2 separate regions of the Sus scrofa genome follow, and region 2 is linked to region 1. Evidence: chromatin contacts called from public Hi-C data. All regions are on one chromosome and are shown on one strand. Each heading gives the region's core, a stretch centred on a gene start, on an enhancer-like site or on the middle of the called end of the contact. The rest is flanking DNA. Distances are from core to core; before and after follow the strand shown. Region 1 holds the start of FAM213A (family with sequence similarity 213 member A). Region 2 holds the start of SH2D4B (SH2 domain-containing protein 4B).

Region 1 (6,022 bases), core at 1,254-3,753:
TGGCCTCAGAATATCTGCTCTACCAAGTTATACGAGAGAGGATGGGAAGGCAAAGGCAAATCACAAAAGACACTGGGCTTCAGGACAAAAATCCTGGGTTCTCACTCTTTGATTCTGAGAGGTCACCTCATCCCTCTGAACCTCATTGTCTTCTTAAAAATAAGGGCATTTTAGGAGTTCCCTGGTGGCTCAGCAAGTTACGGGATCTGGCATTGTTACTGCTGTGGCATGGGTCTGATCCCTGACCTGGAACTTTCACATGCCATGGGTTCAGCCAAAATAATAACAATAATAATAATAATAATAATAATAATAATGGCACTTTGAAGGGCTGTCAGAAAGAATACACTAGAAGAACAATGTGGAACACAATAAAGCACTACAGAATCGTAAGGCAGCAATGTATCCTTCTCTTCTTTGCAGGGCTCAGATTCACTCATTCTCTTATGACAGCAGGACATCTGAAGCAAAACAGAAACGAAACACTGAATAACTTCTCCAACTGTGTCACTGCAGGCCCACCTCCTGGCTGGAAGTCCTGGGTCTGGAGGGAACCCTGGTTTCTCTCAGGCTCCTCTGGCCTAACTGCCTACCCCACAAGGCATACTCCATGCTGCCCTTCAGCAGCCTGCCAGCACCAGGAAAGGCAAAGGGCCCTGCCCAGTTGTAATCCCCCTGTGCCAGAGGTCACTGAGCTCAGGGGTGAAGCTGGTTCCCTCACAGTGCCTCCAAGACAACTCTTGCCACATACACCTCAGCAGAGGGAGATTTGGAGTCTCTCTGCTCAAAATTTCACAAAAAGGCAAGTACTCAGCTGGCAGGAGAGCTGCCTTATTTCTGGGATACTGACAGAGCTTGGGGCATCGAGCGCCAGAATTCCAGTCCTCACCAAACTTTCCAAGCACCATTAAAATGACAGAAGCATATAAGACAAAATAAGAAATGTCTTCTTACCCCTCAGGAACCATGCAAAAAACCTCAACTTAATGTCATGCCCTTATAAAAAAAGGGCAATATGAAAGGGCCACACCAAAATTAACTCAAACCTAATGCAAATTCCTACAAGCTGTTAAGAATCTGAACAAGGCAAGTGTTTCTGCATTAGTAAAACAGGAATGCTTCCCAAATTACAAAACATAATCTTCTACAGAGTTATAGGAATCAAAGGATTAAATGTATAGGTGGTGCTTCGTAAGCTACCTTACAAAGAGTGACATAATGTGAGGTATAATTCTTGCTCACTTCTAGATTAGTCAATGATTGCCCCTAAAATGTTGTTTGTACACGAAATGATGGGTTTCTGATGACTGGGTATGTTCCAAGGAGTCTAGGTTTCTGGATCCCAATTCTCAGTCTCCAGAACAGGACTGAAGCGAGAATATCAGAGACTATACAGGCTGGCTCGTGGATAATGCTTTCCCAAATAAATCTGAAGTAAGTATTTTCTGTTTTTAGTCATCTGCCAAGCACAAAGAAAAAAAAAAAAAAAAAAAACTAGATTGAGAGCTAGTTTAGTTGGGCTAGAAAAGCCTGGTGTGGTAAGGAAAAGAGACCCAAAGTCAGCTGGGACTGAAACCCAGCTCGGCTTCTGCCCCTCCCCACAACCCCTGCCAGCCTGGTCCTTAACCATCTTCTTCAGCTCTGATCCCCGCAACAACCTTGAGGAGAGACTGTCCAGACCAATCACCGATGCCTTGTTCGACTTTTCATTCCCAGACTTCAGCACAATGTTTTACAGTTGGGCTCTTTTCAAAGTTGTCAGGGGTTTGAACCTTTGGGGGAAAGAGGCAAAACAGGTGCCTCTGAGACTATTAAAAAAGCAGGAAATCGCGGCCCCATAAAATACAGGACCCTATGCAAGCACAGGGCCCAGGATGACCTAGCTCTCGGTCTCCACCTGCACATCGCCGGCTGTACAGTTGGCCACCCCCAGGCAGCCCCCCAGGCCCATCCCAGGTTCGGCCCCGCAAGACGGACGCGCCAGGGCAGAGTCCCTTTCTCGGTTCTTTGACCAAACTACCCAGACGGGTCGTTGCCATCAGCCTCTCTCAAACCCCGGGGCCGCTGGGGGTTGGAAAGAGGGGGCGTTCTTGGCTAGACGATCAGTGCCGGCTCCCGGCTCCCGGTCTTCTGACCGCAAACACGGGGTTTTCCCAAGGAGCGCAGAGCGCTGGGGAGAGAGGGACGTCACTCACAGAGGCAAATAGGGTCCTGGATCCGGCCCTGCAGGTGCGCCTCCCGAAGGGCGGACCTAACCTGCCAGGTGTCCAGCCCACCCACGCGCGCCCATCAATCTCGATCGCCCCGCCCTGCCTCAGTTTCCTCACCTGCCTTCGCGGACGTCACGTGCCTCGCAGAGTCCTGAGCGCCTTACGTACCGCTGGAGTTTCCGTCCCTCCCGCCTCCTCTCGCAACACAGGACGCCGTGGGGGGTGGCGGACCAAACCTTCCCCAGGCCCAGGGGTCCCAGGGGTGGCCCCCGCGCCTGCGCAGGATCGCGCCTGCGCCGCCCCGCGCGCCTCCCTCACGTGATCAGCCCCGCCCCTCAGTGGCTCCGTGCCAGCGCCACTGTGGAGCTGTCGCCGGCTGCCAGCGCGCGTCCGACACTCTGCAGCACTGTGCTCTTTCTCAAAGCTCTAGCTCCGTTCAGTCCTTCGGGAGTGGTGACCCTAGACTCCTATCACTAGGAGCGCCTTCTGGAGCAAAAGGAGGCTCTACTTGGATCTGGAAGTCCTGTAGCTGAGGACAATCCCCATTTAGTCCTCAGCGAGTTTTTGAGCAGTTATTTTTGGACAGCTTGTTCTGTTTTTTGGCATGGGGAGGGGGAGTCTTTAGGACCGACGCATTCCGGTGAGTGTCCCTTAAATCTTTAGGAACAAATTCAGAATTTTGCCAGCATCTGACAGCATCCCGCAACCTCTTTCACCCGCAAAATGCTGGCTCTTTGGCAGAGGATGGTGAGTGGCGGCTGGACCACTGGTTCCTGGAATGTTGCCTGATTTCACAGATTGAGAAGTCAAGGTCTAGTTTGACCCACATTGTTCATCTACATATTTACTCGTGGTATGTTGAGTGTCCACACTGTTTTGTAAACGCAGGCGGTTGAAAGAACACCTTTTCGGAGACAGGAGGAATGATTCACAGTATCGCTGGTTCAACTGATCAGTCACAGGCAGTGTACAATGAAATAGCAAAGTTAGGCTGAGACACCCACTGATCAGAGGTGGCTCTCTGCCTGCAGTTGGCTCCCCTGAGTTCACCTGGCAACTGCCTACTGGTGTAAAAAGTCCAAAAGCTTTCTTGATTCACCCTTCTGACCTCCCATGCAGATTCCCGATTGCTTGTAAATTTATGGGTCAATAGAATCCATTCAAGAGATCACTACTTGGAGTTCCGTTGTGACACAGCTGGTTAAGGATCCCATGTCACAGTGGCTGGGATCCCTGCTGTGGTGAGGGTTCAATCCCTGGCCTGGGAATTCCCACATGCCACAGGCTCCACCAAAAACAAAACAAAAAAACCCCAAAGAGATTCATCAGTCCCTAACCAGCTTCTAAGTTCCTTTGCTTCATCTCTGGGACCCTGGTGCAGAAACTCTGCCTATGCCCACAAGTGCTAAACAGAAATTCAGAGACAAGAATTTTGGGTGAAGGAGAAAAAAATTGCTTTATTGCTTTGCCAGGCAAAGGAGGCCACAGCAGTCTAATACCCTAAAGAATGTGTCCTCCTTTGGGAGTGAATAGGAAGGGGTCTTAAAGTTTGGGAGTGGAAAATAGGGCCACAGATAAGGATCAGAGGAGATGCAAGCTTGTATTCTTCACAGCTGGTGTTTAGTGGCCCTGGAACTGATTCTGGTAGTCCTCCTCCTTTTTGGACTATAGAATGCTTCATCAAGTAGTTAACATCTTTCATTTGTTGGGGGTTTTAGTTCTGCAGAAGAACTCAAAGATAGTGTTATGCATATTCCTTGCCAGGACCCTGCCCTAAGGCTGCACTGTTGTTTCTGGACTGGTCTTTGAATCCTCTCCCTTCCCTGACTAGTAACTGTTTGAACTGAGGCCTATTCTTGCCTGGGAGCCCCATAGAGTCCTGCTCATTTGCTTTTTTTTTGGTCTTTTTATGGCTGCACTCACGGCATATGGAAGTTCCCAGGCCAGGGGTCAAATTGGAGCCGCAGCAGCTGGCCTACACTACAGCCACAGCAACGCCAGATCCTTAACACACAGAGTGAGGCCAGGGATCGAACCCGCCTCCTCACGGATACTAGTTGGGTTTGTAACCCACTCAGCCAAAACAGGAACTCCGGGGTCCTGCTTATTTTCAACCCCAGAGCCTGTTCCAAGGCCAGCTCGGAGGTGTACTTGGGAAGTGTTGTGAAAGAGAGGGTGTTTCTAGATTGGAGGTGAGAGCAATCATGCAGCCTTCTGGCAGGAGTAGGTATTTGATTTGAAGGCCTGAAACATTTGGCAGAATTTGATACAGTGTTGGTGTAGTCACAAGAGGACAGTTTACCACCAGAGGGCCTTTATCTGTCCTGCTTAATACCTTACCCTGTGAAGGGGGGAGGGGGAGAGAACTTATTCTGACTGTCCTGAAATAGGATATTTGGTCAACAGGGAGAAAGGGTGCAGGAAAGGCCACTTAGAATGGAACAGGAAGCCATTTCCCTTGGGTATGGGTCCCCAGAGACTGAATATTAATGACAGAACCATTCAGGGGTCATGAGTAGCAGAATCCTGGGGTGGGAGGTCCCTGAAGTTTCCACTGTGGTGTAATTACCAAATGCAAAAAGCCATGATTATATTTACACTTTTGTAGCATTCCAAAGCTCTGGACTTCAAAAGCCAGGCTAGATCTGATAGCTAATTAACACACTCCTCGCAGTCTCAATTTGAGAAGGCACAGGCTGAAGAATAAGTTACAGGCAAGTAGGCACAGGAAAACTTGCAAAACTCAAGGATTAGAAACAAAAATAAACCCACCAGTCTGCCAAGTTTTAAAGAGAAAAGTATTTTTGATGTTGCAAATCCAGGGAATAACTTAGATTTTGAATTTAAGGGGGTAGAAATTAAGGTTAACTAGGAGCTCTGTAACAACTTAGATAATTTAGCTATGTTACCCTCTCGAGGTCTGTCCCTCACAAATCCCCTGGGGCAGGCAGCAAACATTGTGAACAGGAGGCAAACTTGGTTAAAGACGTCCATTCTTTCAGTGGCGCAGCCACCTCTAGATTCAGCTAGCTTTGTCTGCAGTCATTACTGATCCAGGCCAGCAGCATAATGCGAGTTTTTAAGCCGATGGTCTTACAGTGTGTCTAGGCTCAGTAGGAACAGTTCTGGAAGCAGCTAACATCAACAAGAAAATAAAAAAATGGGTGCTTGACTTCACTGTCTCATTTCAGTGGATAAATAAAAGTCAAATCAAGATCTGGAAACAGGAGTTCCCATCGTGGCTCAATGGTTAACGAATCCTACTAGGAACCATGAGATTGTGGGTTCAATCCCTGGCCTCACTCAGTGGGTTAAGGATCTGGAATTGCTGTGAGCTGTGGTGAGGTCGCAGATGCGGCTTGGGTCCCAAGTTGCTGTGGCTGTGGCGTAGGCTAGTGGCTACAGCTCTGATTAGACCCCTAGCCTGGGAACCTCCATATGCCTCGGGTGAGGGCCTAGAAAAGACAAAAAAAGACAAAAAAAAAAAAAAAAAATCTGGAAATATGTACGAACCACAAAATCATGTGCCTAGATCAGCTCCAAATATCTTTCTACTTGCGAGTATCCCTGCATTCCACTCTTTCTCATTTTTCAAAATATGTAAATATTCTCTTGGAGTTCCTGTTGTGGTACAACGGAACTGAATCTGATTAGCATCCATGAGGACGAAGTTTCAATTCCTGGCCTCGCTCAGTGGGTTAAGGATCTGGCATTGCTGTGAGCTGTGGTGTAGGCTGGCAGCTACAGCTCCAATTTGACCCCTAGCCTGGGAACCTCCATATGCCGTGGGTGCAGCCCTAAAAAGCAAAAAA
Region 2 (6,022 bases), core at 1,009-3,508, 130 kb before region 1:
GTCCTTTGCCACATACCTCGCTTGGCCTTGGGGGGGCGAAGACCTTCAACCTCTGCCAGGGCTTCCCAAGCCTCGCGCTCCCTCCAGCGTCTCAGCTGCTCCTCTCGCATTTTGTAGAAAAGGATGTGCTTCTGCACATCACTGAGCTCGGCAAGCAGCTCAGGGTCGATGTACATATCATGCAGGATCTGCTGCAGCATCACGCCACTTGGGAGGCACACACCAGGTGGGACACCCCAGGCCACTCCTCACCCCAGCTCCTCATGCCAGGGCCACTCCCAGAGCCCCTTCTCCACACAGCAGCATCACTACTTCAGCTCCCAGCCAGCAGTGAACTCATCTCTTCCACCCAGGACAGAAGAGGGACCAGGAAGCAGAAGCAGCTGGGATCTGCAACAGGGATCCGGCACTGAGCACAGTCTAGTCCTTCTGTTGGGTCACCAATCATCACATCCCAGCAGAGCCTGTGTCTTGACCTCCCTTGGGCTCTGGGACAATGGGAGGGCCAAAGCCTCCAGCTCCACAAGGCAATGCCCAGGTTCAGCCTTGCCCGGCAGGTGTCAAGTGATCTGTTAGTGGAAGGTAACGATGACACCAGCTGTATCGATGACACTGCCCCGGCCAACTGGGAACTGATCTCTCCTCTGCAGGTAAGAGGAGGAGGAGGCAGCTTTGCTTATTAATTCCACCCCTTGTGAGCCAACGTCAAACAGCCAGGAGCTTCCAAGCTGCTTGGCCTCACACTCTACCTGCTCCATCATTGCCAAACTTCCTCTTTTCCAGGACCTTGGGCTATTGCAGTAATGCTTCTATACTTGCCTTGGAGGAGAAAAGAGCTTTCCTGCTCTCTGTGTTATAGCCAAGGAAGAAAACAAAATGGAATCAGTAGGGACAGTAAAGGGGCTTGATCATGAAATTCAAGGACACGAAGGAAGCAGGCATCCTCTCCCTCTTCCCTATGATGAGGTTCTAAAGCTGCGCTGGCAGATGAACCCTCCATTTGGGGTCAGTCTTGGTTATCAGAAGTATCCGGAGAGCACCTCAAACAACAAAGGCAAGTGTGTCTACTCTGTCCCCTCCATGCCCTGAACGTGAAGCACCCTGGACAGAGTGGGGTGGTGCTTTCTGCTCGGAAGGAACCCACATCTCTTTGGCCATGTGGATGGGTAGGTGCTACTCATGCTGAGACCCAAAGCCTGCTCTAACAGGTGCTCAGAGCTACTCCCAGCTGCCCTCCTGCTCAGACAAGGAAACTGGGGTTCAGAGAAGGTAAGTGACTTGCTAATGGATACCCGGTCCACTGCCACCCTGCAACTCCATCCAATTTTCAAATATTATGACTCTTTTGATGGCTTGTAGCCATACCAGGAGAAAAGAAACAAACTGTGGCCTGGCTGGGCTGGTGACCTTCATGTCCCCTTCCCTCCCCACAAGGACTAAAGGTGGATCAAGCACCCAGGAGTGATGGAACCAAGGTGTGAATGGCCCCCTTCTCCCTCTTCAAGGTTGACGCAAGACAGTAAGGATTAAGCGGGTCCAGTGACCTTTAAGCCCATGGGGTCAAAAAGCAGTGCGGAGGACCAGGCTGTCCCTCCCCCAGGTCTGACTGGCTTGTCCCCATGTGACCCAGACCTTAGAGCCTCCACGCAGAGACCCCCACCTGCCCTCTTCTCTCTCCTCCCCACCCCAGACCTTTCAGCAACTCCCGCCACTCAGCATCCTGGTTCCCTCAGTTTCCTTGACCCGGACTGTGGGAACCTCCTCCTGCCCTCCCTCCGGGAAGGGCTATCTTTCTGGCCCTGATACTAGGTGGGAGCTCAGCGTCCAGAGAGGAGACAAGGAGGGGAAGGCACGAAGGGTTCTAGCCTCCCGCTGGCAGCTTCTCCCTTTGAGTTCCACAGATGCAACAAAAAGAGGGCGGAGAGAGCACAATACGGAGCCGCGGGGATAGGCAGTGAAGACGAGTCCTCTGGTTGAGCAGTGATGGTGTCATCCAGAGAGGGCGGGTGGCGGCCGGATGGGAACGACTCCACTAACGCCCGGGTTTGTGCCGCGGCGGGCGGAGAGCTCCTGGGCAATCCCAGGTCAGGGGGGCAGAGAGGCTGAACGCCGAGCGTAGCCGGCGCGCGGGCGGAATCCAATTTCCGGGAAGAAGCGCTCGGGCTGGCGCTTCTGGGAGCTGCCCCGCCCCGCCCGGCGCCACCTCTGGCCTGGCGTCTGCGGGGCCTTCTCTCTCCTGGGACAGAGGAGGTCACTCAGCCTGGCATGGGGCGCCCCCTGGCGGCCAATGGTAGGCGGAACTCCTGCAAGTGGGCGATCAGGGCTCAGGGAGCCGCGCAGTAGCCACGCGAGCCTGGACTCGCGGAGATCGGGTGCAGGAGGACCCGTTCCCTCCCCCGAGGCCATGCGGCGGGGACACGACGGCCCTCCAGGGCCCTGACCCCGGGGCAGGGGCACGCAGAGAAAAGGAGCCCGCAGAGGTTCCGGTTAAGGCAGCGCTTGGCTACTGCAGATGAGGCGAGTAAGCTGGCGGTGTTTTCGGACATGGTTTTCTGCCACCATCCAACTGGTTTTATTTTGCTTTCATTTTTCACATTAGCCTATGTGCTATGTTTAACTTTGCATGCTAACACAGTTCCTTCTGGGGGCAGAGGTATGTGCTGGCGATGTTATTACGCAAGTGACTGGAAACCACCTGAATGTCCCTGCCGGGGAGGGGCACACGGTGAGGAACAGTAACGCATGTCGCAGAGAATATGGAGTCCATCTGTCTTCTTGACCAGGGAAAATGTCCATGGCAGAAAAATGAAGAGGTGACATGCAGAATTTTGGGCACAGTGTAATCCGTTCTTTAAATTCTATGTTGGATTATTTTTGTATAGACAAAGGAAAACATAATGTGGAAAACAAACACATGGTTTGTTGCTTTCTTCTTGGAAGAGGGAGGGAGCCCACTTTAGACAATTCTGTATTGCTTCTACAATGGGTAAGATATATATAATTCATATGACAGAAATTAAATGTATTTCAGAAGCTCTGAAATGTGACCCCCAAAAATTGGCTTCTGGAAGTCAGTGCTGGTGAAGCCAGGACCCACATGCACCGCCTTGTCCACACTGACACCTGCCCCCAGAGAGGGACATGCAGACAAAGCCAGGCCTCCCTTGGCATAGGCCAGCAGCTGCAGCTCCAATTCACCCCCTAGCCTGAGAACTTCCATGTGTCACAAGTGCTGCCCTAAAAAGAAATAAATTTTAAAAGGCCAGACCTCCCTAGTCAGGAAGGCTAGAATTTTGGCAGGGATAAACCATTCTTGTGGCCAGAGGTTACTAAACTGGAGAAGGGCTTGGAGGCATTTCTCAGAGACAGAGAACAGGAGGTTGAGGGACAAGCCAGCAGACTTTGGCCAAAATCTAGGAGAGAGGTGATAAGGACTGTACCGGCATTGCCAGTGGGGACCAAGAGGGCAGAACTGGGGGACATTTCTTGATCCCAGAGCCTTCTATCAATTATCTGCTTCCTCTAAAATTGTTTTAAAACTTAAATCATGTAATTCCTCTGCTGAAAACCCTGTAGTGGCTCCCATTTTACTCAAAGCCCAAGGCCCACAGTAATCTGCCTCCCTCCCACTCCTTCAGATAGCCCCTGGCACCACCACTCTCTTTCTTTTTTCTTTTTCTTTTCTTTTTTTTTTTTAAATGGCCATACCCACAGCCTGGACCAGAGATTGAACCTGGGCCACAAGTACAGCAATGCCAAATCCTTTAATCTACTGCACTGGGCCAGGGATAGAACCTGCACTGCCAAAGCAACCCAAGCCACTGCATTCGGATTCTTTTCTTTTCTTTTTTTTTTTTGTCTTTTCTTGGGCCACATCCGCAGCATATGGAGGTTACCAGGTGAGGGGTCCAATCAGAGCTACAGTTGCTGGCCTACACCTCAGCCACAGCCACATCTGATCCAAGCTGTGTTTTCGACCTACACCACAGCTCACGGCAGATGCTTAACCCACTAATCGAGGCCAAGGATCGAACCGGCAACCTCATGGTTCCTAGTCGGATTTGTTAACCATAGACCCATGGCGGGAACTCCTGCAATTGGATTCTTAACCCACTGTAATGGAGTCTTAACTCCACTCCCATTCTTGTTCTCTCCCTTATACTGTCTATTCCCAGGTAGTTAACTCACCTCCTTCAAGTCTTCGCTCAGACTTTTTACTCTTCTATATTCCTTATCCACCCCCCTCCATTCTGCTCTGTTTCTTCCTGTATTACTTACTTTGTAAAATACCATTTCACAATTTGTGTGCTTTTGTCTGTCTCTCCCTATGAGATGACAAGCACCACAAGGGCAGGTGCTTCACTGATGTCCTCAGTGCCAAGAATACTGCTTGGCAGGCACCAGATGCTAGATAAATAGCTACTGGAAAAGGGTACAGATGAAGGATCATTCTTACTGGAACTGATTAGAGGTTGTGTAGATGCTGGGAGGCATCCAGAACAGGACTCTGGAGAAAGGTTGCTGGAGCCCTGCACCTGGAAGCCCTGGGCAGATGGGTTAAGGCTGTGGGGCATTAGGTAGACTGGCCCAGCAACCAGCCACCTGCTCTGGCTGTCCTTTCATGCCCTGACCACAAGGCTCCCTCAAAGGTAGGGTCAAGTGTTGGCCAGAGAACCCCATCCTCTTGGCTTCGGGCAGCCCAGAGCACAGCCAACACATAACAATGGGCGGCAGGAAGGCCCTCCTACATTGCCCCCATCTCTCTGGTACATAAGCACTTGGGGAAGTTGGTCCCAAGAGCACATTTAGGATCTTACTTGGTCTCAGTTTTGTGATCCAAGGGCTCAATGCAAGGCCAGGGGTATTTCTGCTTTGTCACCAGTTAAGCTCCACTGAAAAATCATGGCCATAAAAATCAATAGTGTCCCTGTATGAGCAACAACTACTTAGCAAATACGCTGTGAAAGAGATCCTGTTCACAATGGAAACCAGACAGGAAACACTAGAAATAAATTTAACAAACACTGCAGGGACCTATATGAAGAAAAGTGAAAAATCCTCACTGAGCACAAACCTAGGATTTAAGTTGGTACAGGGTCACACCACCTTCACCATCAGAAAGACCGAATATGGAGTTCCCATTATGGCACAGCAGAAACGAATCTGACTAGTATCCATAAGGATGTGGGTTCAATCCCTGGCCTTGCTCAGTGGGTTGGGGATCCAGCATCGCTGCGAGCTGTAGTGTAGGTCGAAGATGAGGCTCAGATCCCGTGTTACTGTGGCTGTGGTATAGGCTAGCAGCTATAACTCCGATTCAGCCCCTAGCCTGGGAAATTCCATATACTGCAGATGCAGCCCTAAGAAAAAGAAAACAAAAAGAAAGACCTAATATTGTAATGTGTTCAGTCCACCTCTGTGTTAGCCTCTAAGGTGGTTCCCAAACATCTCTGCCTCCTGGTATTCATGACCTTGTGTGGCCTCTCTCACACATGTCAGGGTTAGTCTGTGTGATCAATAGGATACGCCAAAAGCGATGATGTGTCACTTTGGAGATCAGTTTAGTAAAGACATGTCTGCTTCCCCCTCCCTTTCTCCCTCTCTCTTTCCCTCTCTCTCTTTTTACTCTGGAGAGACCATGTCATGAAATACACATGTCCAGGAGCTGAAGTATTTTGCCAACAGTTTCATGAGTGGGGTTGGCAGAGGAGCTGGTCTGGTGAAATTGCAGCCCAGCCAGCAGTTTTACCATGACCTTGTGAGAGTTCCTTAGCCAGAAACACCTAACCAAGGTGTTCCTAGATTCCTGACCCTCAAAAAGGGTGTGCAAAATATGTGTGTAGTTTCAAGCTGCTAAACTTCGGGGTAATGTGTTATGCAGCAACACATAATTAATACAGTCTCAAAGAATCCATGCATTTAATACAATTTCAAGCCTGAAATTTAATTGGGACATGGGGGAGAGACTTGATAAAATGATTCCCAAATTAGCTGAAAGAATGAACAGATGAGAATGGCCTAG

The links. Hi-C and Micro-C count contacts between places; a contact is called where the count stands out from the background.
Region 2: a contact with region 1 is called in a Hi-C map of liver, with 2.3 times the contacts expected there. The contact joins the promoter of SH2D4B here to the promoter of FAM213A in region 1. A contact is called at or near these places in 2 of 5 promoter capture datasets (fetal skeletal muscle and skeletal muscle) and 3 of 47 Hi-C or Micro-C datasets (heart right ventricle, liver and undifferentiated spermatogonia).

Annotation. Positions count from the first base shown.
Region 1 is chr14:82,245,959-82,251,980 of Sscrofa11.1, reverse strand. It overlaps FAM213A (family with sequence similarity 213 member A), which reads right to left and starts at 2,503. Exons shown (of 6, transcript NM_001244375.1): 1 at 2,328-2,503. It overlaps LOC106506062 (a long non-coding RNA gene), which reads left to right and starts at 2,632. Exons shown (of 3, transcript XR_001301043.2): 1 at 2,632-2,850.
Region 2 is chr14:82,374,290-82,380,311 of Sscrofa11.1, reverse strand. It overlaps SH2D4B (SH2 domain-containing protein 4B), which reads right to left and starts at 2,258. Exons shown (of 8, transcript XM_005671149.3): 1 at 17-2,258. The coding sequence starts at 200.